Linked DNA regions of Mus musculus: all the other regions are linked to region 2. Evidence: chromatin contacts called from public HiChIP or PLAC-seq and promoter capture Hi-C data. All regions are on one chromosome and are shown on one strand. Each heading gives the region's core, a stretch centred on a gene start, on an enhancer-like site or on the middle of the called end of the contact. The rest is flanking DNA. Distances are from core to core; before and after follow the strand shown. Region 1 overlaps Pde3a (phosphodiesterase 3A, cGMP inhibited). Region 2 overlaps Gm30215 (a long non-coding RNA gene). Region 3 overlaps Slco1c1 (solute carrier organic anion transporter family, member 1c1). Region 4 overlaps Slco1c1 (solute carrier organic anion transporter family, member 1c1).

Region 1 (6,339 bases), core at 3,763-6,262, 650 kb after region 2:
ATTAATTTCTACAAGTGAGTAGGAGTAACATTCCAAAGAATGAATGCCAATAGCAAAGAACAGTGAAGAGCTAGCACAGTGACAAAGAGCAACCCACGGTGAAATCCCAACATGGAGAAGCAAAACATGGGGAAAACTCTGGCAAGAATGTCATCTTTTCTTTTTTTGTGACATTGAGGTTAGTAGTAGTTTGTTAGAGTGGTCATCGTTCTGACAAGCTTGTACTTTCTCTCTGTGTCCTCCCACGCCACAAAGTCCCTCTTGACACTGACAGAACTTCTTGCCTCAGATTATCTGTCTTCCCATCCTACCCAAACTCCTGGCTCCCCCAGTTGTCTGCCACAAGTTCACTGTGAGACTCGGGGATTGTGAATGCATTGTGCAACTCTCTGCCCAGCGGGAAAGCCCACCCTTTCCTTTCTCTCTGCCTCAGCTTTAGTCCTCTTTCCAGATTTGCTTTCTTACTCTCACACACTCCACTAAAAGATTTGTTGTTGTTGTTTGTGGGGTGAAGGGGGTCACAGAACTAAAAGAGAAATTAAGACTCTTTTGTGTCATTTTGGTGATAATGTTGCTGGATAACCACCACTGTTGACTTACATAGCTCCATCAATATCTAGGAGATTTTTCTTATGTTGAATTGAAACATTTGTCTTTGGTGTCCTAGGTATCTTCTGATGGGATCTTTGAAATACCCCGAGCTGTGGACCAAAAATGATAATGAGATTCATAGTTCACAAAGAAGAATGTTACTTTTGGAAATTTCCCTACAGAACAATGCTTGTGTGGATAGTAGTGTATCACCGGAAGTTTTAAAAATAACTCTAAGGATCTGGAGAGATGGCTCAGTGGTCAGAGCACTAGCTGCTCTTGTAGAGGATCTCCACTTGGTTCCCATCACCCACATGTCAGCTAATGACCATCAATAACTCTAGTTCCACAGGTTATATTCTTCTGGCTTTCTCAGGCACCAGGCATATATACAATGTACATACAGGTAGGCAGGCAAACAAAAGCATTCATACATACAAAATTAAATATTAAATAAAAATTTTGAATAATAGTAGGAAAATTGGATGGTCTTCTCTTGGAAACTTCTTGCAAAACAATTTAGCATATTATTTAAGTATATTTGAATTCCATGTGCTTCTTTAGGAAAACATATGGTATATTGTATGATGAGGTAAATATTTCATGTATATGTTTATGGAGTTAAGGTGGCTTCATGCATTTAAACATATTTGTAAAGGAAGGAGAATGTATTTGACCTACTCAAAATCGTATGAGTATTTCCTAGGGTGTACGGTCTTATACTCGTGACCAACACTGTCAAGTTCATATGCAGAACCTTATCCCTGTACAGGTCCATAGATAGAACATGAGAGATCCTAGTGGGAGACATATTCTGATTTAACAAAGTTTTCTACTCCTCAAAGTATTTAGATATTAGTGATGGGGGTCCTTAGCAGGTAGGGCTTGAATGAACTCTTTCAAGGTCAAGAATGCTGGGCTATAAGTTATGTTAAGGGTCATCTGTGCAGATGTTTATAAATAAGGACAGAACAGACTAGAGTGGTCACTATTTGTTCACGTTTGTTTCCTAAGACAGAGGAGAGAATCTTCAAGTGTCTTTACCATGTGACAATATGTTAAACATGTTAAGCAGAGTGTGAGATTCATAGTGTGTGCTCGCTGGAAAGGATGATGTTTATCATCTAATCTGCAGATTGGATATATCTAACGTCAGTTAAGCTGCTAAAGCTTGTATTGTAACTATGTTCTTTAAAACTTTAAATTGTGCAATAATTAAGATATAAATGAACACTAAAGGGTATAAAGAAAAATGTTACATTATTAATTATATCCTATTTTGGCCTATTAAAAATACATGGTAAAGTATATTTTAATGACTACATTATTTTGACTCTAAATAAAGATTGTAACTCTATAGACATATACATAACTAAAATTGAACATTTATTGTAATTGTTTATCCTAGAGTAAATCTTTGACGCTCTTGGAAGTCTCACCTGTGTCTCCAATCTAACTTACCTCCTCCTCTGTGTTAGTCACCAAGTAGTGCCTTCTTGTGGCCAAAGGATGAGGCTTTAGCACTGCTTTGGAGCTCTGGGCAAGTAACTAGCCCCTTTATACCTCTGTCTTCTCATCTGTATAATAGGCATAGTAATATACATGTTGAGAAGATTGAATGTAGTCACTCATATAGCATAATTGGGATAATGTGAAGGCATGTTATTTATTATTTGTATTTTTATCACTATTTTTAATTTAAGAGATATTTTAATAATATGTATTAATTTATTTATATCTATGTATGTGGGTATATACATGTGAGTATAGGTACCTGCAGAGGCCAGAAGAGGATATCAGATTCTCAGGAGCTGGAGTTACTATTGGTTGTAAGCTACTTGATGTGGGTACTGGAATCCAAACTTGGATCCTCTGTATGAGAACTCTCAATCATGGAGCTATTGCTCCAGCCCCTTGTTGGAGAGTCTCTAAGGTTTCTGAAAAAGCATAATTTGAGGGACTGCCATGTTGACTTCTAGAATGATCCTGGTGTCATTTCTTTATAAAAGCCAGGGGAGAGATTCCAAGCTCTCTTGAGCCTTTTTTTTTTAATGTCATCTTTCATTTCCTTGACATGTACCTCTAATACTATCTTTTCAAAAATGTCCTGTTGAGGAAGAATAGAAATTGTGCCTTAAACAGGGACCCCATAATGTCAGAATTGTCATTCCATAGCAGCATGAGTTCCTGTCTGTATGACTTGCCACTTACGGGTTTTGGCTCTTATTCTGTGTAACATTAGTGTTCTCTGCATGTAGACTGAGTGAAAATCTTGCATTATACAGCTTCCTCTTGCTGCAAAACACGAGACGATCAACAAAAGAGAAGTGTTCTTTGGGTCATGGGCCTCAGGGTTGTAGTCCATGGCTGCTTGCTCTCTTCCTATGCCCTGGGATTTCACAGAGCATCATGGTAGGAGATTGTGGTGGAAAAGTCCTGTTCACTGCATAGTGGACAGGAAGCAAAGAGACCAAAAGGAACTGGAACACTGATGTGTTCTTCATTAGCACATTCCTGAAGCCCCAGCCGGTGCTCCTGGTAGACCCACCTTTGGATGAGATTAAACCTTCTCCCAATAGCATCACAGGCCCAGGCCACTCCAGTTGCACACTAGAGGACAGGGTAGTATAGACATGATAAACTTCACTGCCTTGCAAGCTAGTGTATGCATACCACCCTAACACACAGAAGGCTGAGAGTTGCCTCTATGGTTCGACTATTTCAGGGAAAAAATTACCCACTTTACAAAATATTTCTATGCTTTTCTTGGAAGGTGTTATTAGATTCTTGGCTGGGTGTTCTCACATGTGCTGCGAGGAGTATGCTAGGAGTCTCTCGGTTGCAGGGGAGGGAGAGAAGATTTGGCAAGACCAGGAGAATATAAAACAAGAGTAAAGAAGCATAGCTTTGTTTGTTGGTGCAGTCAACTGTAGAAGAGCAACCCTTCTGTCTCTGAAGATGAAAAAGCACTGAAACAGACTCAGGGTCTCTGTTCGTGGTAGAAGAAACCTTGGATGCTGGCATCAATTTAGAACAAAGATAATTACTAATAAAAACGTGAAACAATCATAGCTAACTTTCCTTTCTCCTCTCAACTGGTACAAAAATAATTCCTTGGCATTTCTGTAAGGATGGAGACATTGCAATGTAGTCAACATGTGCAGTTTCGAGCTTCTTATACTTTGGCTTATGCCCGTAGCAGGAATCTTCACCTCTTATGTCCTGGGCCTCTCCCATCTTCCTCTGGCTGCAAGGTCTCTGTGAGCAACTCTGTTGGGTCTCATCTAGAGGCTTTGAGGCTTTCTTTGACCAGCCAGTATTCTTTCTTTCTTATTGAGATGGCTTTGTATTTTTCTTTTTACAAATTACATTTATTTATTGAAAAGGTTCCTACATGTATACAAGGTGTTTTGATCTTAGTTGCTGTTCCCTACCGTCTCTGCCCAAATCCCTCTCTCCCACTAGGAATCACCATCCTTTTCCCCTCCTGTCTTGCCTACATTGAAATTTTCTGAAAGTTCATCTGTGCATAAGTTTCCATACTGTAACCAGGAACTTAAAAGTCACTGGAAAATTGGCATTCATATCAAATGAGTTTGTTGTGATGAAAGCAAGACAACAGAGGGAATTGAATAACGGCCTGTGTACCGAGCCTTCTGGACCTCTAAGCATCTGGAAGAACAGCCTAAGGCTCTGCAGATGATCTAAAACCCACTTAATAGGTTTATAATGAGGCATGTGGTTCTTGTGGGAGTAGAGGCGGCTCAGGAAACGCTATCGTCCACTCTGCTTTTGAAAACATTTAATGCCATTTACTGTAGCACTGTTCTTCAAGTGATTTCATGCTCAGCTTTACTGACTCGTATTTTATGTCAGCTTGAGTTTGTATTAATAGGACGAGATTCGGCACTGCTGCCTCTGAGGCTCTCCGCGAAGCCAGCCGCAGAGCTCTCGAGATGTACTCACATATTAATCTAACTAGGAAACATTTTCTTTGTGTTTTTACCAGGATGGATACGATGGCGGGTGCATAATTAAATACCAAACGTTTGCAAAGATGCATGTTTTACTGTTTTACCCTTTCTGATTAGATAGCCAGGAGGGTTAGCTGAGTGTTTCTAATCTTATATTTGCTGATAATGTTTACATAACCTCATGCTTGTCCCTGCCCTCTCTTTCCTTCTCTTAGTAATGAAAACATTGCTTCTGGCATTAGGCGGGGGCCAGATAAATAGAGGCTGTGAGCACTGTGCAGTATTCCTTTCCATCCCCGTCAGTCCTCCCCTCTCCAACTCTGCCTTTCTTGGCATCTTTCTGTTCTCTGTTTGTCAGAGTTCTCACTGTGACGTAAAGGCCTCGCAGAGAGTGACCCCCGAGGCAAACCTGTAAAACATTATACAACTCGAGTCAAGGCTCCTCTTAGCACTGCAGCTGGCCCAGCACTGACATATGGCAGCAAGCATATTTTAAAAAGAAGACATGGCTTGACAAAGAACATAGTCTCTTGCAGAAAGGTTTACGCTGGCACTCCTTGCTGTTTATAATACCCGATGCCAGGGGCAAGACTCCTTTCCTCCCATTATATCATTATTTTACTGTTTAAGCCCATCACTTCATATGGGAGATGGCTGACTAAAATGTAGAAGCAGACATTTTGTGTTTGTGTGTGTAACTTTAAAGTGAAAAAAGTCTACAGTCACAATATTTTTCAGATTCTACCCGGCCAGCTGGTGGTGTTCTGGCGTCTGATGGGAAGGGAGGGTGTCTGTGAGGACAGACCCATGCTCTAGAGCAGGACTTGAAAAATAGGACATACCTGAGCTATTCCCCCACACTTCAGAGCACCTCTGCTTCCACTCCATTCCTACCTTTGAAACCCAGCATCTGGCTTCATGGAGGATATGGGAGCGTTCTGTGGTTTGAATGGCACGGATAATGGTGGTGAATAGTGCACTATGGTGCACACTTATAGTGGCATTTGGGTTGTTGGCCCTGGATCAGTAGTGACTCCTTGGATCAGAGTCATAGTCAACCACACAGAAGATCTAGAAGCCAACCAGGATTAGTGAATTAGAATCCCATTTACTGCTATAGGGATTCTCTGTTTCCATTTAAACGACTCCTTCTTTTGTGATTGATGTTTTAGTGTTTGAGATGCCGATATGTCCGTTATCTTTCTGGGTCCTGCTGTATCTGTAGTAATTTAATAATGAGACATTGCTCGTTAAGGTACATTGATAGATACAAGCCAATTTACAACTGAGGCCACAGAGGAAGGAAAAGATATCTGACCTCCCTAAACTCATTTTTATGGTAGTGCAACCGGAGCTGGGATTTTAACATCCCACAAACTGATGCTAACAACACATTTGTGAACACTATGATAGAACAAACCGAGTGGAACCCGAGGTGTGCTTTTATAGAAGGAACTGCTGTGAACTCCACAGCTTTGGAATTGATCTGGCTGGGGTGAACAGGAGTGAAGAAATGACAGGCACCCATACAGAGCAGAAGGGATGGTGTGAGCTATGGACTGTGATGGAGACACAGCAGCAGCAGTCAGGAAACTCAGTGCATGTATCAGCTACAGCATCAGGGAGGAGGTGGGGTGAGACGTCTCTGAAGAGATGTGGTCTCAGGTTGTAGTCAACATCCTGGATGAGGAAGCTGCAGTTGATACTGCACACACTGCCTTTAGTGAAAGGTTAATTATTTGTCAGCATCTGTACTCTGAGGGGGGTAGGCATT
Region 2 (6,468 bases), core at 2,031-4,530:
CACATTGCAAGTGGTTGTGAGCCTGAAAGACCCCCGAAGGGAGACCCTCACTCAAGTCTCGGGAACGTCGCGCACCCAGTGGGACACTAAGACCGGACTTTGTGATCACACGAGGAATTTTTATTGAAAGCGAGACAGAACGAGAGCTCAGGCCAGCATGCTGGGGTCGAGACTCATACACCAAGCAAGGAGTAGAGGAGTTTCGACCCCGGCCTGAAATTTTACAGAGCTTATAAAGGCAAAAACCACAAACCAGGAGGAGGAAAAGGGGAATTTTAAAACCATAAATTTTCTTAACGGCTAGGTCATGTGCTACCTTAGGCAACACTCCTGGGGCGTTGAGACATTCCATAGAGGTCGTTGGAACATTATGATTGTTTCAGGAAAGGTAAGGTATGTTCCGGGAGTGGCTGAGGCTCAAGGACCAAGTGTTTATGACCCAAGTGTTTATGAACCTGACAGGTTGCTAGTAATTTTCCACTCTTCAAGCCACCATGTGGGTGCTGGGAATTGAACTCAGGACCTCTGGAAGAGCAGCCAGTGCTCTTAACCACTGAGCCATCTCTCCAGCCCACTTCCAGTGTTCTTACTTAATCTTTTCTTACGTCATCATCCAGCTTTGTCGAAGGGGGTGGGTAATGTTAGGGCACATTCCACAGAGAGTCAAAGAGCATTTTAATTGCATATAAGAGTAATTACTTAATTGGTTAGAAAGCTGCGTTAAGTTCAGGCTTTGGACCCTTGTCCAGGACAACTCAACAAAATCATATTCTGTGCCCAACGTGATTTCTTTCTTTCTGAAGTGAGACATTGTTAAGTTCTTATAAGGTACTGGAGAGATAGCTCAGTGGTTCAGAGCATCTGTTGCTGCTACAGAGGACCCAGTTTGGTTCCTAGCACCCATGTTAAGCAGCTCATAACGACTTGTAACTTCATATCTGGGATATACCACATACTCTTCTGGCCTCTGTGGACACCTGCACACACATAATGTACATACAAACATACATACACATCAATAAAAATAAAAACAATCATGTTACAAAACTCAAGTGTACAGATAAAGCTAAGGTTGCTCAATTCGTGGACGCCAACGCTAAAAGCAATTCCTAGTTCATAAAGTGTATTGGCTGTTGAATGTGAAATGTTACCCATAGGGTTGCATGCTTGAACACTTACTGCCCAGCAGGTGGCACTGTTCTACGGCTGGGGAACTTTTAGGAGTTGGAACCTTGCCAGAAGTAAGCCACAGGGGTAACAGGATGATAGGCTCTGAGCTTTGATGGCCAGGCTCTGCTTCCTGTGTGTTCTCTAGTCCTGTTCCACCACGAATGAGGTGAAGGAGGGGGGGTTCTCAGAAGCAACCCCCTAACTGCTGTGGAAGCCCTTGCTTCCATGCCTTCTCTACCAGGGTGAACCACAAACAGAACTACAATAAACCCCTCCTCCCTCCAGCTGCTTCTTGGCAGAGTTTGGTCAGTGGTAGGAGAAGTTATACACTGGTTTAGGATGCTAACTTTGGAGTAGATTATTTTATGACTGAGCACTAATCATCATAATATTAGATAACAGCTACTGAAGGTACCCTGTGCATTGAGTATTGGTGCAGTCATCTCTCTCTGCTACTGACTGCACGTGACCTTGCTAGCTGTGAAAAATTCTTGCCTTCATTATGGACCATGCCCTGGACTGTAAGACAAGTAGTCCCATCTCCCCCCCCTCCCCGCCCCCCAGTTGCTTTTTTGTGAGGGCATTTTATCACAGCAACAAGAAACAAGATTAGAGCATGCCTGTAGGATGGCGTTTTCTGCCGTAAGAAAGGCGAGCAGATCACATGCCATTCTATGTGACATAGCACACCTTTGAGAATATTGTAGGAAGGACCTGTAGCATTTTACTGAATAGTCAAAGAGATCCAAACCATTAAGAATTACTGTATTAGGGCAGTTGTCACCTCGAATAAACTAAAACATGAATTTATTTCTGGCCTTCCGTGTCTGTGCTTTAGGTAATATTCTTGCCACTATTGAACGCCTTGCCCAACTTGTAAAACATTTCTTCCCTTATCCATCACCTCTATCTGCTTTTTTTTTTTTTGACAGAACCCCAATGAAAACATACCTTATTCTGTTTTCTCAGAGTTCTGCTCTTTGCTAGGGAGATGGATAGAGCCCAGATTCTCAAGCGAGAATGTTTCTACTGGGAATTTCAAAGTCGATGGAAACATACGGGAGATGTGGGGCATGGGGTCAAGTTTGAGTGGTGGAGGGAATTACAACAGGGCAGCTTGGTATGGTTATGGGACACACATATTCCTCCTCCAGATGCAAGGGAAACCAATGTGCTTAAAAAAATAAAAAGACCCATTTAACAATGTCATCTAAAATTAGACCCTACAGTTTCAAGAAAGTCTCCTTAAAGGAATAGTTTCCGAAACAGGAAATGCAGTCATTAATATATTTGCTTTTCAAAGTTTTGGTGGCTAGGGGTTAAGAGCTCTGTTGGCTTCTCCTCTCCCAGACCCAATGACTGGAGGTCATTGTTAGATATGGCAGAAGAATAAATCACGGTTAAAGGATTAACCTTAAGCAGTTCAGGGCACTTCTGATGGACCCAATAATTTCCAAAGATCCTCTCTAGTAACACAAGTAGGCTTTGGCAGTGAGGAGAGTTTCCAAATTTGCTTGATTTATAGTCTCTCGATGTCAGTGAGTTTTGCATTTGAAAGGGATACAATTCTCAGCAATAGCTGTACAGTTCCTCTACCAAGGATGCTCCTGCACAGTTCTGCTGGGAACCCCAGGCTATCTCTGCAGGTTGCCTATTTGTTAAACTCAAGGATATTCTGTTTAGAATATTCATAGAATTCGAGCCACTTAGTGTTTTAGAGCTCAAAGAGAAGATGGTGATTGTTGGCTTAATGATTGACTATTAGGTGGGTACGATGGCTTGCAATTCCAGCACTTGGCTGGTAGAGTCAGGAGTTCATTGTTTGGCTATGCAGTAAGTGTGAGGCTAGCCTGTGCTACATGGGGCTTTGTCTCACAAAACCAAACCCAAACTGTATCAATCACGAATGAATATTTATAGCAAGAGTGCCTTCCCTGCCAGCTTCATTCTCATTTTACGTTATTTTTTTTCTTACATAACAGACAGACATGACATTTAAATATTTCCCTAATGTTATTGGCATAATCAGCTCTGTCAATGAGCCATATGGCTTGTGCAAACACAGAGATAATCCTGGAACACTGACATATGTAAGCTTAATTTGAAAAGCCTGTGGAAGTAGTGGGAAGCAGATGGGGGGTTGCCATAGAGATCACTGTCACTCAGAGGAAGAAGCCTGGCCCTGTGGGTCACAGTCATTTCCAAAGGAACAGCCAGGCTTACAAAGTTCCCCTCCCACACAATTGTCAGTCATTAAAGCAGCTTTGGAAACCTAAATATTAAAATCATTTACCAGCGACTCTATCATACTTTTATTAGACTGGATGATTTACAAGTGTGCACATTTTCACTGGTTAAGGATTTTGAACTATTACAAGAGAATTTGACTATTCTGTCAAGTCGTAGAGTTTTTTTTTCTCTTTATTAAAGGATAAAGTAGATTTATTTACCTGTATTTGCTTTTATTTTTCTTTAAGCTTTTTTTTTTTTTTTTTTTTTTTTTTTAAGACATGGTCTCATTATGTAGGCTGACCTGGAACTTGCTGTGCAGAGCAGGATGGCCTTCAGCTCCCTGAGATCCTCCTGCCTCTGCCTCCCTCACACTGGGATTAAGGGTGTGCACCACATCTGAATGTGTTTGTCTTCATGTAGGTTTTACCCTGATAGCACACAATTTAGAAACTATTTAGGCCAGATTTTTAGACTAGACTCAAAGTCAGTACGCAGTCAAGGTTGACTGAGTTCTTGACCCTTCTGCCTCAAGAATTACAGATGTGAATTCTGATTTGTTTACACCAAATGGTGTGTGTTGTGCATGCTTGTAAGTGTGCAAATATGCACTTCCTTGTGGGCTCCCTATATGCTGTTGTGTGAAGGCCAGAGGAAGACACCCAGTGTGTTTTCGACTATAGCTCTCTCTCTGCTTATTGTATGGAGAGGAGTCTCTCATGTGACCATAAGTTCACCATTCTGGCTAGGCTAGCTGGCTAGTGAATTTCTGAGATCTGCCTGCCTACTATACCCATTGCTGGGATTACAGGTGTGTGTGTGTCTATTGCCAATGTTTTTTACGTGGGTGCTGGGGATTTGAACTTAGGTCTTTATGTTTGCCGTACAAGTATGCTCTCTAACTTCAAGTCCAGATTCTTTGTTAGAAATTATAATTACGTGATAATGCTCTATAATGTAGTTGACTATAAAGTTTAAAAACAGTGGGCTGGGGAGATGACTCAGTAGATGAAGTGTTAGCTGTGAAATTATGAAGAGCTAAGACTGGATTCCCAGCATCCATGTTTAAAACCCACGGTGGTGATATGAGCCTATAACCCCCCACATTGGAGAGAGAGGCAGAGGCAGGAAGCTCCCTGGGGCTTTTGGCCAGCCAATCTAGCCACATTGGTGACCTCTAGGTTCAGTGAAAGGTTCTGTCTTAAAAAATAAGGTGGATCTTGATTGAAGAAGACAACATTGCCTCCTGGCTTCCACATGTGTTCTCATACATGTGCACATACGTGTACACACACACACACACACACACACACAGGCACACACAGACACACACAGACACACACAGGCACACTCCTTCCCCACCATCGAACAAGACCCCCCCCCCCCCCCCAAAAAATTCTCTCAATAGGAAGTGTTCATTGCTAATTTTGCACCAGGAATTATTTCCTTTGGAAAAGTTATCAGCTGACTTATATCTCTCCAGGTGTGGGGGCGGTCCTAGTTGCTATGGTTCTGGGGGCGGTCCTAGTTGCTATGGTTCTGATGGGATAGACTAATCAAAGCTGGGAAAGAGTTACAGTTGAGACTAGAGAGGATTTGGAATGTCATTGTATCATTTAATAAAACATGAAATTGAATTAATATTGTTTTTGACCTCGAAAACGAACTGTCAGGAGCAAGAGGGTTAATATAAAATCCTCCAGTTTGTAGTAAGAATTCATCCTTAGCAAAGCTCTAAAATTATACAGTGAAGTTCAGTGTGAGTTTAAACGGGAGACGTTGGGATCAAAGGGACTCCACAGTGAATGTTTGAAAGAAGGATTTGTGTGCGGTCCATCCTTGTTTTAGGCTTGGATGGTGAACTGCTTTCCTGCGATTGTGTTATGGTTCCCATTGCAATTTAGAGATGAATAATGAGTTTCTGAAATCCACTAGAATCTGTTCTCACCAGCACGGGAAGAGCAGGACAGGCTTAGGAGGATAGTAAACAAGCGAACCCAGATATCACAGGCAGCGCTCACTGGGGGTGCCGAGCCTCCGGCTGAGGCGGTGGCGGGCTTGGCTCCTGAAGCGCTAACGGCTTAGTTGTGCAAGCCAGCAGGTTCCAGCTGTAGTAGGTGAAGAAAATCAGAGGAAAACAAAGTGCGGACACGAGCAGACTGCAGTCTCTAGCTCAGCCAGGCTCCACAAACTGCAGCTGCCTGTATTGGAACACGGGGCAGACCCGACGTAGAAGCTCAGCCCTTCTGTCGTCACTGCAGCCTGCAGCGTAAACCCTAGCTTAACCTTAAAACAAAAAACAATTTTGCTTGTTTCTGCCCACATCGAAGAGCCCCCCCTGATTCCTGAGCATTATCCTGATGGTTGTCGTTGCACAGATCTGGTGACCCAGTGTCCCAGTATCACTGACTGACCGTTAGATTTGTGAGATTTATTCCTGTTGCATGAAGCTGTTCTTTCTTCGTCCTTATTGTTGTATGCATTGGAATATTGCATAAAAAGTCTACACCTACCTCTCTGTTAGTACCAACAATACTGCCTTGACCATTCTCATACATTCTTGGACATAGCAGCTTACTGTACGTACTTGGGAGTAGATAATCACTTAGTGGAAACCACTGAGTAACCTTTGTGAAGTACTCTTAGATGAATCTTCGTACCTCATGTATGCGAACCCACACGTGGATAAAATCTATCGACTGACTAGGCTGTGAAGTAGTAAAAATATCACCTGGAAAGTGGGTGTGATGGTGCCTGTCTCTGATGCCAGCACTTGGCTGTGATGATGCCCACCTGTGAAACAGGACTTGAGTGTGATGGTGCCCATCGGTGATCCCAGCACTTGGGAGGTAGGACCAGGAGGATCAGGAGTTCACAGTCAACTCTGGCCACACAGTGACACCCACGTACATACTTACGTACATTGGCTCATGGTTAGCCTCCGATTCATGAGATTCTGCCTGAAGGGCAAAACAGCCATCCTAGTTTATAAGCAATTAAAATAACAAAAAATTATAAGGAAAATGTTCTTTTTTTTTTTTTTTAATGACTGAGAAGGGGGGCCAGAGT
Region 3 (6,367 bases), core at 1,014-3,513, 840 kb after region 2:
ACCATCCTGTGCCTATCCTGTGGTTGCATAGCTTGGTTTTCTGAGAACACACAATCAAAGGCCACTAAGGGTTTGTGGAAGGGAGGAAAGTTGTAGGCTGCTGAGCAGAATGAATGCAGTTTTAGGTCATTGGAATGGCTCTTTCTGAAGGGAACCATTTCAACTGAGATGCAAAGGGTATGTGCACATTCAAAAGGAGGAGGCAAGAAGATGAAATCAGCTTCAGATAAAGAAAGCTACTCGGGGCGTTCGGCAAGAGGGTGGAGCATGTTAATCACTGAAAAAAGTTCAGGGAAGCAGGTATCTGAAACATAAGACAATTAATATGACTTCAGATGAGGCCAGACATGTCATGTTTGGTCTTGGAATACCTTGGGCAATTATCTGTGTGGTTATTTGCTTAGTAAATAGAGTAGAGAGAGTTAAGGGAATTGGCAAAAAAGAACCCTTGGCTATTGCTTTTATTAGGGTGGGGTGTCTAGGAATTAAACCCTGGGCTTGGATGTATGCTAGACAAATTCTCTACCAGTGAGCTGTACACACACCCTCCTTCAGATTTACATCAGAGCAGAAGCAGAGAGAGGAGGATATATACCTAAGGAAGAGATTTTATGGCTTGGGTTTTAAAATGAGAAGGGCTCAGAGGTGGCATCCAGGTTCATTGCCTTGGCCACTTGGTGAGGGAGAAGTTGTGTTCACATTGAGTGTGAATTTCCAGGAGACATGCATCTAGACCTAAACCACTGACAGTTACTGCATGGGTCCTGAGCTTGTGACCAAACTCTGAGCCATAGAAAGAGGTCTCAGTGAAGAATTGTGGGTTTTCACTACCTAATCAGTGATTCCTGAGCTCAAGGTAAGTGGTTCTGGGTCACTTCTTATGGCCAAAAACTTAGAAGCGATCATTTATGTTTCTTACAGCAGGAATCCCAGCCCCTGTGTACTTTGGTGTTTTGATTGACACTTCATGCCTCAAATGGGGATTTAAGAAATGTGGAAGCAGAGGCTCCTGCAGGCTGTATGACTCCCACGCTTTCAGGTACAGTGCCAAGCACACTCATGTAGCTCTGTGCTCCTACAGCTCATTTTCTGCCACATCCTGAAGCTTAAAATTCCCTGTGTACTTTCCATGTTTATGAGGTAAATCAACCAAAAAACTGTGAACAATTCTATTTTACATGAAAAAATATTGCCAAGTGTTGACATTGAATTTCATTTTGAATTCATCATTATTTTATTTTGTTCTGACTTTTTAAAGTTAGCACAGTTAGCAATGCGTTTCATGAATGTATTTTATTATGGCACTTTCACATATATGTATCATTATACTTTGAATTTCTCCCTGCCCCAAGTAATCATTTTTTAAAAATGATGAAAATGAGCAGGAAAAAATGGCTCACACCTGTAATCCCAGAATTCAGGGGACTAAAAGAGAATTAGTTAATGCTTAATTGAAGTCAGCCTCGGCTATATAATATGTTCTAGGCTAAACTGAGGCTGCAGAGTGAGCAACCCTGGCTCATAACACACACACACACACACACACACACACACACACACACACACACGAGCATACATATATAATAAATGATTTTTAAAAAATCCTAGAATACAGGTTTGAAAATGTGTGCACACAAATGGCAAAATATTTCCTGAAACTCAGATGCATTTAAATTTAGGTCACATTCTGGGTTTATTTAATTCTATTCTTTTTTAAACTGAGCCAAACTGTACCATTTGCGTCAGCGCTAATCCCCTGGGCAAGATCTGGATTTGGCTCTCAATCCATCCGGCTCTTATTGCCAAGCTGATGTTCAATTATCCCAGTACTTGAAATGCACAAAAGTAAAAAGCTTTCTCTGTGTGGGTGAGCGTGTCTGAGGTGGAGAGCACGGTTTTCTCACTACGGTATCATTCAGTTCCGTTCATCAAACCTTTATCTCCCCACTGCTTAAAGCCATACTCCAGTGGCTTAAAAGCAGGACTTCTTTTATTCAAAGACTTACACGCTGAATACTTTGTTTCAGAGGGGGAAAAAAAAAAACCTCCAAAAACCAAAAGAAAAAAAAAAATCCGAGAGTCTTGAGCCTGTAAGTTGCATGTGAATTAGGCAGACCATCTCAAATAAGATCGATTTAATAGGCTTTGATATTATGTGTGAAGGATGTTTGGTCCAAGGCCAGGGCCAGTTCTGGGAGTGACATTTGGTTTCTGCTCTCATTTGGTAAGGCTAAGTGCTCACTGCAGTGTGGACATTGTGTGATGCAGAGACCGTATGTAAGAGGGGAAGCTGAACACTAAGTTCTTTATCAGGCCTTTCTGTCCCACTAACAACCCTGACCCCTTCTTTGAATTGCTTACCACAGCTTTTCCTTGGAGTGTATTGAAGAAATATTTGAGACAGGGTCACCACATGACTTAGTCAAACCTTGACACCTTTGAAAGTGAAAGAGGCTCTTTTAAAATTATTACTTGGGACAGCAATGGGCTAAATAGGACTGCCTCAGCAAGCAGGAAGATGGCTATCCAACTTCAGGGAATCTTTAAAGAGGAAGTGGGAACTATTATATCATTTGCAGTAACCAGGAATGACAATACAACTAAGAAGTTGCCTCTGCTGGCAGGAGGTCACCAGCATTCATAGCCACCAGGCCATTAAGTCTGTGTCTCTCAGCAATCAACCTCACACTGTTAGAACCTTCATGTTTTGTTTTGCTTTGCTTTCAAGTTGAGTGGCTGCAATAATTATAACCGAGACTCTCTCCTCTTTTAGACACATATACCTGGGATTAACCACGCTCCTGGGCACGGTGTCTGTCTTCCTAAGCATGGCTGTACTTTTTGTTTTAAAGAAAAAATATGTCTCGAAACACAGCAGCTTAATAACCACAAGAGAAAAAATAGGGATGTCTTCAAGCATCAAAAAGGAGACATGCGCTGCAAGGGATCGTGGATTGCAGCCCAAGTACTGGCCAGGCAAGGAGACACGACTTTAAAAAAAAATCATGGAAACAAACAAATATGGGGTCATTTTATCCAATACATGTAAATGAATAAAAGCATAATCAAAAGGGCTTCAATGTGCAATTCCTTTCTGCTTCCAAAGGTATGCCTGCTTTGCTTTTGACTCTAAGCATAACATGACAAACCTCTAAGGATGTAATTAAATTTATTTTAAAACTTTTAAACTTGTACATTCCTTTTAATTATTTTCTTATTTCTGCTTCATGCTATATTGTCTCCATTGATATGTGATATGTGTTCCTGGGGATGGCTGTCTATTATGTTTGATTATGACATGTCATCTGTACATTGTGTCACTTGACCAGAATCTACTTTGAGTATTTCCTAAGGAGATCTTTCAGATTTAGCTCCTCCTTGAACTGATACAGAAAAAAAACATTCATGATGGGGTTGTCTTCTGAGACAATTTCTGTTCATTAGTTTACATATAATAAGATGTAATTTTATAATTTACATAAATTCATTGTGATTTTGGAAGTATCCATGGTTACACTGCAATTCATGTCACCATGTCACCATACTTTATTGCTTACGAATTCAGTGAATCAAAATATTTTTAAACAAACACTTCCCAAATTTCCATGAATTAGGTAACTCTGTACTTAGACATAAATTGTATTCACAAAATATATTTGTTTTGTTTTGCTTTTTCGAGACAGGGTTTCTCTGTGTAGCCCTGGGTGTCCTGGAACTCACTCTATAGACCAGACTGCCTTAAACTCAGAGATCCGCCTGCCTCTGCCTCCTAAGTGCTGGGATTAAAGGCATGTGCCACCACTGCCTGGTCATAAAAATATTTAAAAGTTAAGTTTCTGGGGATGGGGGGACCTGAGTGGACTTGCATGTCAACTTGATCAGAAAGCATTGTATGAAATTCCCAAATAATCCATAAAAACATAATGTTGGAAAAGATATAGTAACATAGATATTACAAATTGTACTATGTGGTACTATGCATTTCTGCACTGTGTGTCTGTAGTATAAGATATTTATGTACACTATACATGTACTATGTAGCTGATATGTACTTTATGCATAAAACAGTCAGAGACTTTGACCCTGTAGAGAGAGTAGGCTCTAGATGTCATTTGTCCTGGTTAGTTCTTTCTCCACTTGACACAAGATAGCCTCATTTGGGAAGAGGGACTCTCAGTTGAGGCAGTTTCTCCACAGTGTTGGCCTATAGGCACGTCTTGATTAATGATTGACGTGGAAAAGTCCATCCCACCTGAGCAGATAGTCCTGAGTTATATTAGAAGGCAGGCTAAGCAAGCCATAAGGAACAAGGCAGTAAACAGCACTCCTCCATGCCTTCTAATGTTCCTGTGTCCGGGTTCCTGCTTGGAGTTTCCACCTTAAATTTCCTCAGTGATAGAGTGTGGCCTGGGAGCTATAAAGTAAAATAAACTCTTTCCTCATTAAAAGTTAAGTTTTTTTAAATTTATTTTTTTAATTAGGTATTTTCTTCATTTACATTTCAAATGCTATCCCCAAAGTCCCCCAGACCCTCCCCCCACCACTCTCCTACCCACCCACTCCCACTTCTTGTCCTGGCGTTCCCCTGTACTGAGGCATATAAAGTTTGCAAGATCAAGGGGCCTCTCTTCCCAGTGATGGCCGACTAGGCCATCTTCTGATACATATGCAGCTAGAGGCACGAGCTCTGGGAGTACTGGTTAGTTCATATTGTTGTTCCACCTATAGGGTTGCAGACCCCTTTAGCTCCTTGGATATTTTCTCTAGCTCCTCCATTGGGGGCCCCGTGTTCCATCCTATAGATGACTGTGAGCATCCACTTCTGTATTTGCCAGGCACCGGCATAGCCTCACAAGAGACAGCTACATCTGGGTCCTTTCAGCAAAATCTTGCTGGTGTATGCAATGGTGTCAGCATTTGGAGGCTGATTATGGGATGGATCCCCAGGTATGGCAGTCTCTAGATGATCCATCCTTTCGTCTCAGCTCCAAACTTTGTCTCTGTAACTCCTTGCATGGGTGTTTTGTTCCCAATTCTAAGAAGGGGCAAAGTTTTTGAAAATGAATAATAACTTCCGTGGTTGTTACACCTGGAAAGTGAATGGATTAAATAGTATTAAGGATGTGCTATCATAGATGCCTACCTGCCGCTTAGCAGACAAGTTAGAAGGATACCACCAGGTAGCCCTCCATTTCTCTGTACTGGAAACCTTCTGTTCAGGCATCCATTTTCCTGGGTACTGGTGCTCCTCTGACTGCAGTTAGTGGGTTTGGCAGTCCACTCTCTAATCTTCAAGTTGCAACTACTGTTTTCCTTTCTTCACCGTTGGTTTAAACACAGGTCTGATCCCTCTAAGACATGCACAGATAAACCAGAGAATCCTGTAAAGAGGCATCATAGCCAGGAGCTTATAGTCTAAGGAAATCAGCCTTCTGTAGGTCCTGTACAGTCCAAAGACAAGGTGGTGGGCTAAGAAAGTAAGACGTGTCATCTCAGTGTGAGACAGTGGGATGCTTTGGATGAAATTGAGGAGGACACTTACATAGCAATGACTTTCTCAAAGCCAGCACGGTGAAGCCATCACTCTCACACATCAGCCACACTACAACCTGATTCATCTGCACTGTTTCATGATACCAGAATCCCGGTTTAATAAAGGGTAGCAAAGCTGAGAGAGGTTACATAAATCTCTCAGCAATGGCGAAAGCACAGTGAAAATGAAGTTCATTTCTACATAAAATCGTCTTCCACCTCCCCAGCCTGACCTGATACGCAACTCGAAAGAACCTTTAGAATAAACAGGAAGCATGAACAGGACACGCCCAAGGAGTCCGGGTGATTGAAATCCCTCATAGATTAGAAGTGCAACAGGAAGGTGCCAGGTAAAAGCATGGCGGCTCTACTCACTGTCATAAGGATCAAACCTACGGCTCTCGGCTGCCTTCCATTCTTTCTTTAGGTATCAGTTCTGCAAAGATGAAGGGGGAAATATGGGAAGACAGAGAATGAGGGAAAGACATGTCCTTTAAAAACACAGCAATGATGGTTCTGGAGAGGCGTCCAGCAATTACAGGCACCTGATGCTCTTCAAGGGGCCAGGTGTGCTTTCCAGTCCTCATAGCCACAGGTTCACAGGCCCTGGAACTACAGCTATAGGGTAATCAGATGTCCTCTCCTGACCTAAGCAGACACTCATACACCCCATATATGCGCCCGCACGTGCGCGCACACACACACACACACACACACACACACACACACACACACACACTTTGTCATTTTATTGAAATTAGTAATAATTGAATGCCTTATGTTTTACTGATTTTGATGATGGAAATGGAGCTTTAGTCTGGCAAACAGCCTACAC
Region 4 (6,268 bases), core at 3,518-6,017, 820 kb after region 2:
TTGTCTTACAGATTTTCTTCCATCATTGAAGACTCTTTTTAGAAATCCAGTATACATCTTATACTTGTGTGCAAGCACCGTTCAGTTCAATTCTCTATTTGGCATGGTCACATATAAACCAAAATACATTGAGCAGCAGTATGGGCAGTCTTCTTCCAAAGCCAACTTTGTCATTGGTATGTCCACCTTTCTGTCATGTGTTCCCATGGAAACTGATTTGATGAATCTAGCACATTCTCAGTAACATTATATTGCTCCAATTTTTAACCTAAAGTATTTTCAGGTATTTTAGATGAAGTCAAATAGTAACTTTTTGTAAAAAAAAATATATCTAGTAGCATGAATATATACATGGTGGGTATGTATTACAACTTTGCAATAAGAATTGTTTATAGCTGTGACTGTATAGCTTTAAGACAATTTTCCACAGTTCTTAAATAAGTAAAAATAAGTGAATCTAGCCTAAATTCTTTTTAGATGATTGCTTATGTTGAGTATGCATGTTTTAAACTTTATTGAAACCTTACATTGGAAAAGTTGCATTATGGTGTCTGGAGTTGCATGCAGCAGATGTTTAGACAGCATGACTGTGCTTACTCAAACAAAGCTTAGTTCTTACTCAGATAGATTGTTTAAAGTAGTTGTGCTTATAGTATATTTATGTAACCAATAACAAGAACACCATTCAAGGACCAAAACAAAAGTAAAGAAGTAAAAGAAAAGAGAGCAATATTTAAATAGCGGGCTATAACCGTGTATAAAATTAGAGATTAAAACCTGGATTGTCCCCTCCTCTCCATAAATGTATCCTTTAAAGTCACCATTTTGAGGTAGTAAATGTATCCTGCTTCTTGGGACATATTCCATTAAGTTATGAGACTCTAAAAATAATTGATTTCTTCATAGAAAAAGTTAAAGGCTTTATTTTATTGTTATCATTGTGCATGGGTATAGATGTGTCATAGGGGTGTGTGGGTGTGGGTGCATGAGTGTGTGCATAAGCACAGGTGCCGATGAGGGTCAGAAGAGGCTGTCAAATCTCCTGGAGGGCTGGAGATGTCCCAGTGGTTAAGAACACTAGCCTCTCAGCACCTACATGAGAGATCCCAAGTGTTGTAACTCCAGTTCTAGGGAACCTGACACCCTTACACAGAAACACATGCAAACAAACTATCAATGCACATGAAATAAAAATTAAAAAAAAAATCTCCTGGACCTGAAGCTACAGGTGGTTGTGGGCCATCCATTGTGTGTACTGGGAACCAAATATCGACTTCTGAACCATCTCTACAGCCCATCTTCATGCAATATTTTAAAGATTATTGTATATAGCTGTCTCTGAAGAGAGGAGAAAAGAAGCTGAGTTTATCTCTCGGAAGATGCAATTTTTGACAAGTTCTGAATAATGGGCACTCAGAGGATGTGAAAGTGACTACCATGTGTGGTCTATTCTCTGACATTCTAGAATTACTAAGATTGGATCACTGAACCTGTTACACTTTCAATATCAATCGACTCAACACAACTCAATTGTATTATTTCCTGGGTGAGCAAAAGAAATATTTTAGAATTTTCTCTCAGCACTCCATCTCTGTCTATCTGTACGTACATTGAGTTAAAGAAGACCCAATAAGGTATGGAGTTTGAGATACTCTCTTTTACTTTATATGTAGTTTTATATGTCAAGGCATAATTTACAATCAACAGTTAAGCCTGCAGATGTCCCCTGTGTGGTTTAACTGGACACGTCATGCCTATATTTCTGCACATGTGTATGTGTGTGCTATGAAGTAGCCATCATCTATAGCTTCATATTACCTAACAAGATTATTACCAGCACATACTTTCCCTCATGGCTAGAATAGTTGTAGAGCAAATCTTCATAATCTAGTCTTGCCTATTCTTGAGCCCCCTGTAAGTTGAACAGTTGGTGTTCACATTCATTCACAATTCTGAATATCCACGGTAGTAATACTTCATTACTATGGCATATAGTCTATGATACCAATGTACCATGAGTTATTTAACCACTTTGTTGTTGATAGCCTTTTGGATTGATTTATTTTGTGGGGCTACAATAGACTTCACAGCCATACTACGTCTCTGGGTGTGTTCATTTTCTTTGGCTGGTGCATAGAGTGCAGTCTGTGATAGATGCAGTAGGTATTGCTGAGAAAAAAACTTGCTGAGGACATTTGAACAGCCGCTGGAAGTGCTAGTGCCTGCTAGTCTCCCCACAACATTTTTTTTTTGCCAGACCTTGATGCTGTCAACCTTTGTCATTGTGACTTTTCACAGTAGTGGCGTGTCATTCAGCTGTGACCATTTATGCTGTATCTGCCTGCACAGGTTCACTGGTCCCTTCAATTGTCTCCTCTGCTAACTCTGTACAAGTCATCTTCCCACATTATGTATTTATTTTGCTTATCAGTCTCTCATTGGTAATTTCTGGATACTGCAATTTTTTTTGACACGAGTTCTTCAATGAATATTGCAATCATTTCTCATACACTTCACCTTGTCTTTTAACTTTTCCTTTTTATTAAACCCAGATGATTTTCTCGTACAAGATAACTGAATGCAGTTTTCCTTCCCTCTACAACCCCAGCTCCTCCCCATTGATTTGTCAACAAAGCCTTTTGATTTTGATAACGCTTATGATCATGTTTTTAAGCAAGCCAATTTTTCAGTCTTTTTCTTTCTTGTGTCATTTTGATTCCGTTTGGAAAACTATATTAAGCCCCCAAATCACTGAAATGTTTTTCTAATATTTCTAATGATAAAATTTAATTCTTTCAGTTTTCAGTTATTGGAACAATCCATTTGTAATCAAGTTTTTATATAATATGAAAGACAAGGTTCAATCAGAATAAAGCAAAGAGCCTGAATCTCTTCCCATGAATTTGCATGAAGGCTCATGTCTTTGAAGACCTGGGTGTTCTTCATTATTCAATCCCATATAACACTGCATTCGGGCACTTGATCTCTTCCATACTGGAGTCATGAATGATGTTTTTTTTTTTTAATTTCCAATGGAAATCTGTTTTTAATAAAGGACAATTAAGAACATTACTTAGAGGGAGATTTTCATAATAGAAAACTAGAGCTGAAGAAATGGCTCAGTGGGTAGAGGCATCTGTAGTTGCAGCAGGTATGAGACCAAAGGACGATCCCTGGGATATTTTCAAAACAAATAAAAATTTGTGGGAGGCACAGAGGTTCTTGTGCACACATATAAGCAGAAGAGGTGCTGGAAATACTAAACACACAGGGTTGTCTTCTCAAAGGGAAAAGTAAAACTTGTTTTCTGCCCAGAAGGCTAGGAAGTGGTTAGTATCCTGGAGACCTTTGTGATATCTGTGTGGCTGAGACTTCACCAGATCCTCGCTGCGTTCTTACCATGCACTTAATTTCCTCAGTTAATCTATAGAACACATTGTTATGGACGATGTCACGTATACCTTACAAAGATTTTTGATGTAGTTACAGCTTAAGCTTTGTTGTGCATATGGGATTGAATTAATTATCACTAGAAAAAAAATTTCACCAAACTGTGCTGTGCTTACATATGCCTAAAATGAACTACTTGGGATCAGACCTATCAATGTGAATGAACATCAGTCACTGAGTTGTTGAACTGAATGACCTCCTTCCTTCCCCAGTTGCTGCTTTGCTGGCTATGGTGTTCACAGAGGCCTGCACTGTTCTTTAATATATGCATATAGTATGTTTGTATGTTTCAATCATAGACACCTGCACTCTTGCCTGTAACTTACCCTAGACGTACTTTCCATCCCTACTCCCTCCCCCTATATATATCATATATATAGATATCATATATATGTGATATAAAAAGATATAGAATGATATATATGATCATCATATATGGATATAGATGGGTAGTGTGTATGTGTGTATTTATATATACCCCTACTGGGTCCAATATGTGCTGCCCATATGATCATGGGTAAGGGACCATACACTGAAACATGGTTGACCAACAAGCAGCCACACTCTTAAAGGCGACTGACTGTCTCTTGCCTAGAAGCCATCAATAGTCAATAGCTCCTCTATTAGAGGTGGGTCTCCTGAGTCTTTGATACTGGCATTTTGGCTATTCTCTTATGTAGGCAGGGGTGGCAGCTTTGAGTTCATGAGTGCAGAATCTTGTCATGACCAGAGAACTGATAACTGGGAAGTTCTTAACACTCTCAATGCACAATGTTTTATGTATTTACTGTATGTGCGTGAATAAAAATGGGGGCTGTATTGCATATTTTTCCTGTTATTATTATAAAACAGCATGATCATAGGTAACTTAGCGAAGAGAGAGCTTAGTTTGATTTACCATCCCAGAGGAATGAGTCTATAATGGCTGAGCAGAGCCATGAGATCAAGTGGCAGGTATGGAGGTGACAGGAGCAGGGAGCTGAGAGCTTCAAGTGTAAGCACAAAACATAGAGAGAAGTGGAACTGAAATAAAGCTTTAAACTCTCACAGCCTGCACCTAGTGGAGAGAGAGAGGAGAGAGAGAGAGAGAGAGAGAGAGAGAGAGAGAGGGAGAGAGAGAGAGAGAGAGAGAGAGAGAGAGAGAGAGAGAGAGAGAGAGAGCGCACTTTATCTCCACACTTAGAATTTTTTAAAAATTAGATCCTGTTCATGAATGAATTTGGGTTACAAGTAGCCAGATCTGTTACATTCTTCCTAGCATCTGTTCTTTGTTTATAAAATGGCAACCATGTGTCTTTGCTTATAAAATGGCAACCATGTGTCTTTGAGCTGATGGTTCTCCCTTCAAAACCCCAGGATGCTTCTCTCTTTCACTTGTTACACCCCACACATCCCTGCTTAGCTGGAGAACAAAAGTAGTGCCTCCTCTATTCCATTTTGTTAAATTTGAGGTCATGCCCTGTGAATGTGAGCCAGTATCTATCATAGTCTGAGTCTATGTCCTTAGCCAGATTAGGCTGGTTCCTAATATGTCAGCTTTAATATTAAGACTTACAACCTATAGTCAAATAAAAAAAGATAGACTCAGTGCCCTTGTCTATTGATAGCTGGTGGATACATTTTACAAACAGAAGGTGAAATAAGAGTAGGGAAGAAAGATGCCTCCTTTAATTCTATGCAGATTACTTAAAAGATCAAGTATATAAATTATAAAATGAAAGAAAGTATAGAGTAGGAATGATATCTTCCTTCACTTGTATTTGTTTTTATGATGTGTAGGAGTTGAATACAGGCACTTGCACATGCCCACCAAGAATTCTACCAGTGAGCAGCAGCTCCGATACCTCCAGCATTTCACTAAACTGCTCAGATTGTCCTTCAATGTCTTTACAGCCTCCTCAGGCCTCATAACCTCCCTGAATCTGCCTCCTGCATGGTTGGATCTCAAGCTTTTATCCCAGGCCTGGTCTTTCTCTCATACAGAGGATACACACACCCTACATTATTTTCATCTTTGCCAATTCAATAGAAATGAATTGAATGCTTTTGTGTTAGATTTTGTGCTAAGAGTCAATCATGAATAGCATCATTCCACCACCTCAACACCATTTCAGGCACAACATCTCAAATCAAAAATATTGGAAAATGACAATATGAGACCACAAGTGGGAAAGTCCACACCTGGCCTTGAGTGATTGCACTCATTTAGAATAAAGACACACTGAAGACATTGTATAAAATTACCTGCAGACTCTGTTATTATTTTATGTATATGATCCATAAAATTAAATTTTTGTCAAGACATGGGTCACATCTCTGGGACCATATGTTATGTATGTATTCTCTAAAATTTTTCAAAATTCAAAACAACAATAGTTGTAAGTATTTAAATAAGGAATACTCAGGCAGACGTGGGCGGTTATTATAAGAAATTAAGCAGGTTTGGGGGCATTTAGAAAATTCCTTGCAGTTGTACAGCTGTTAAGTGGCTGAAGTGATGTTACCTAAATCCAGTCACCTGTGTCTCAGAGTGTGTACTTTTTATCACCTGGTGCGACTATTTCCTCTGCATTTTTAAAAATATTTTTTATTACGTATTTTCCTCAATTACATTTCCAATGCTATCCCAAAAGTCCCCCATACCCTCCTCCCCACTTCCCTACCCACCCATTCCCATTTTTTTTTGGCCCTGGCATTCCCCTGTACTGGGCATATAAAGTTTGTGTGTCCAATGGGCCTCTCTTTCCAGTGATGGCTGACTAGGCCATCTTTTGATACAAATGCAGCTAGAGTCCAGAGCTCCGGGGTACTGGTTAGT

The links. Promoter capture Hi-C pulls out the DNA fragments that hold promoters and counts their contacts. HiChIP or PLAC-seq counts read pairs in DNA pulled down with a chosen protein or histone mark.
Region 1: a promoter capture Hi-C map of second pharyngeal arch cranial neural crest shows a contact between it and region 2. The contact joins two enhancer-like sites. A contact is called at or near these places in 5 of 39 promoter capture datasets (the HPC-7 cell line, cranial neural crest, hippocampal neurons and 2 more), 1 of 15 datasets of contacts at CTCF or cohesin (pro-B cells), 13 of 484 Hi-C or Micro-C datasets (the C2C12 cell line, CD4 T cells, adipose-derived mesenchymal stem cells and 5 more) and 1 of 9 other capture datasets (embryonic stem cells).
Region 3: a contact with region 2 is called in an H3K4me3 HiChIP or PLAC-seq map of embryonic basal ganglia, with 7 times the contacts expected there. The contact joins two enhancer-like sites. A contact is called at or near these places in 11 of 39 promoter capture datasets (the 3T3-L1 cell line, 3T3-L1-derived adipocytes, cranial neural crest and 6 more), 4 of 484 Hi-C or Micro-C datasets (the G1E-ER4 cell line, the MC3T3-E1 cell line and embryonic fibroblasts), 5 of 115 datasets of contacts at active chromatin or transcription factors (craniofacial prominence, embryonic basal ganglia, embryonic forebrain and 2 more) and 1 of 9 other capture datasets (embryonic stem cells).
Region 4: a promoter capture Hi-C map of second pharyngeal arch cranial neural crest shows a contact between it and region 2. The contact joins two enhancer-like sites. A contact is called at or near these places in 5 of 39 promoter capture datasets (cranial neural crest, frontonasal cranial neural crest, maxillary cranial neural crest and 2 more), 1 of 15 datasets of contacts at CTCF or cohesin (the NIH/3T3 cell line) and 2 of 115 datasets of contacts at active chromatin or transcription factors (embryonic basal ganglia and embryonic forebrain).

Annotation. Positions count from the first base shown.
Region 1 is chr6:141,376,724-141,383,062 of GRCm38.p6, forward strand. The region is part of intron 1 of Pde3a (phosphodiesterase 3A, cGMP inhibited); the gene reads left to right. Among named protein-coding and RNA genes, the nearest start is that of Gm10400, 39 kb to the left of the region's middle. Within about 2 kb of position 5,013, at least 53 of the 459 cell types and tissues checked have an H3K27ac peak or open chromatin away from gene starts, as enhancers often do. A contact at or near this core is called in second pharyngeal arch cranial neural crest, where this site is marked.
Region 2 is chr6:140,728,276-140,734,743 of GRCm38.p6, forward strand. The region is part of intron 4 of Gm30215 (a long non-coding RNA gene); the gene reads left to right. Among named protein-coding and RNA genes, the nearest start is that of Gm30215, 51 kb to the left of the region's middle. Within about 2 kb of position 3,281, at least 22 of the 459 cell types and tissues checked have an H3K27ac peak or open chromatin away from gene starts, as enhancers often do. A contact at or near this core is called in embryonic basal ganglia and second pharyngeal arch cranial neural crest, where this site is marked.
Region 3 is chr6:141,566,533-141,572,899 of GRCm38.p6, forward strand. Slco1c1 (solute carrier organic anion transporter family, member 1c1) reads left to right here. Exons shown (of 15, transcript NM_021471.3): 14 at 922-1,039; 15 at 2,774-3,645. The coding sequence ends at 2,996. Among named protein-coding and RNA genes, the nearest start is that of Slco1c1, 45 kb to the left of the region's middle. Within about 2 kb of position 2,264, at least 18 of the 459 cell types and tissues checked have an H3K27ac peak or open chromatin away from gene starts, as enhancers often do. A contact at or near this core is called in embryonic basal ganglia, where this site is marked.
Region 4 is chr6:141,547,759-141,554,026 of GRCm38.p6, forward strand. Slco1c1 (solute carrier organic anion transporter family, member 1c1) reads left to right here. Exons shown (of 15, transcript NM_021471.3): 9 at 12-176. Among named protein-coding and RNA genes, the nearest start is that of Slco1c1, 27 kb to the left of the region's middle. Within about 2 kb of position 4,768, at least 2 of the 459 cell types and tissues checked have an H3K27ac peak or open chromatin away from gene starts, as enhancers often do. A contact at or near this core is called in second pharyngeal arch cranial neural crest, where this site is marked.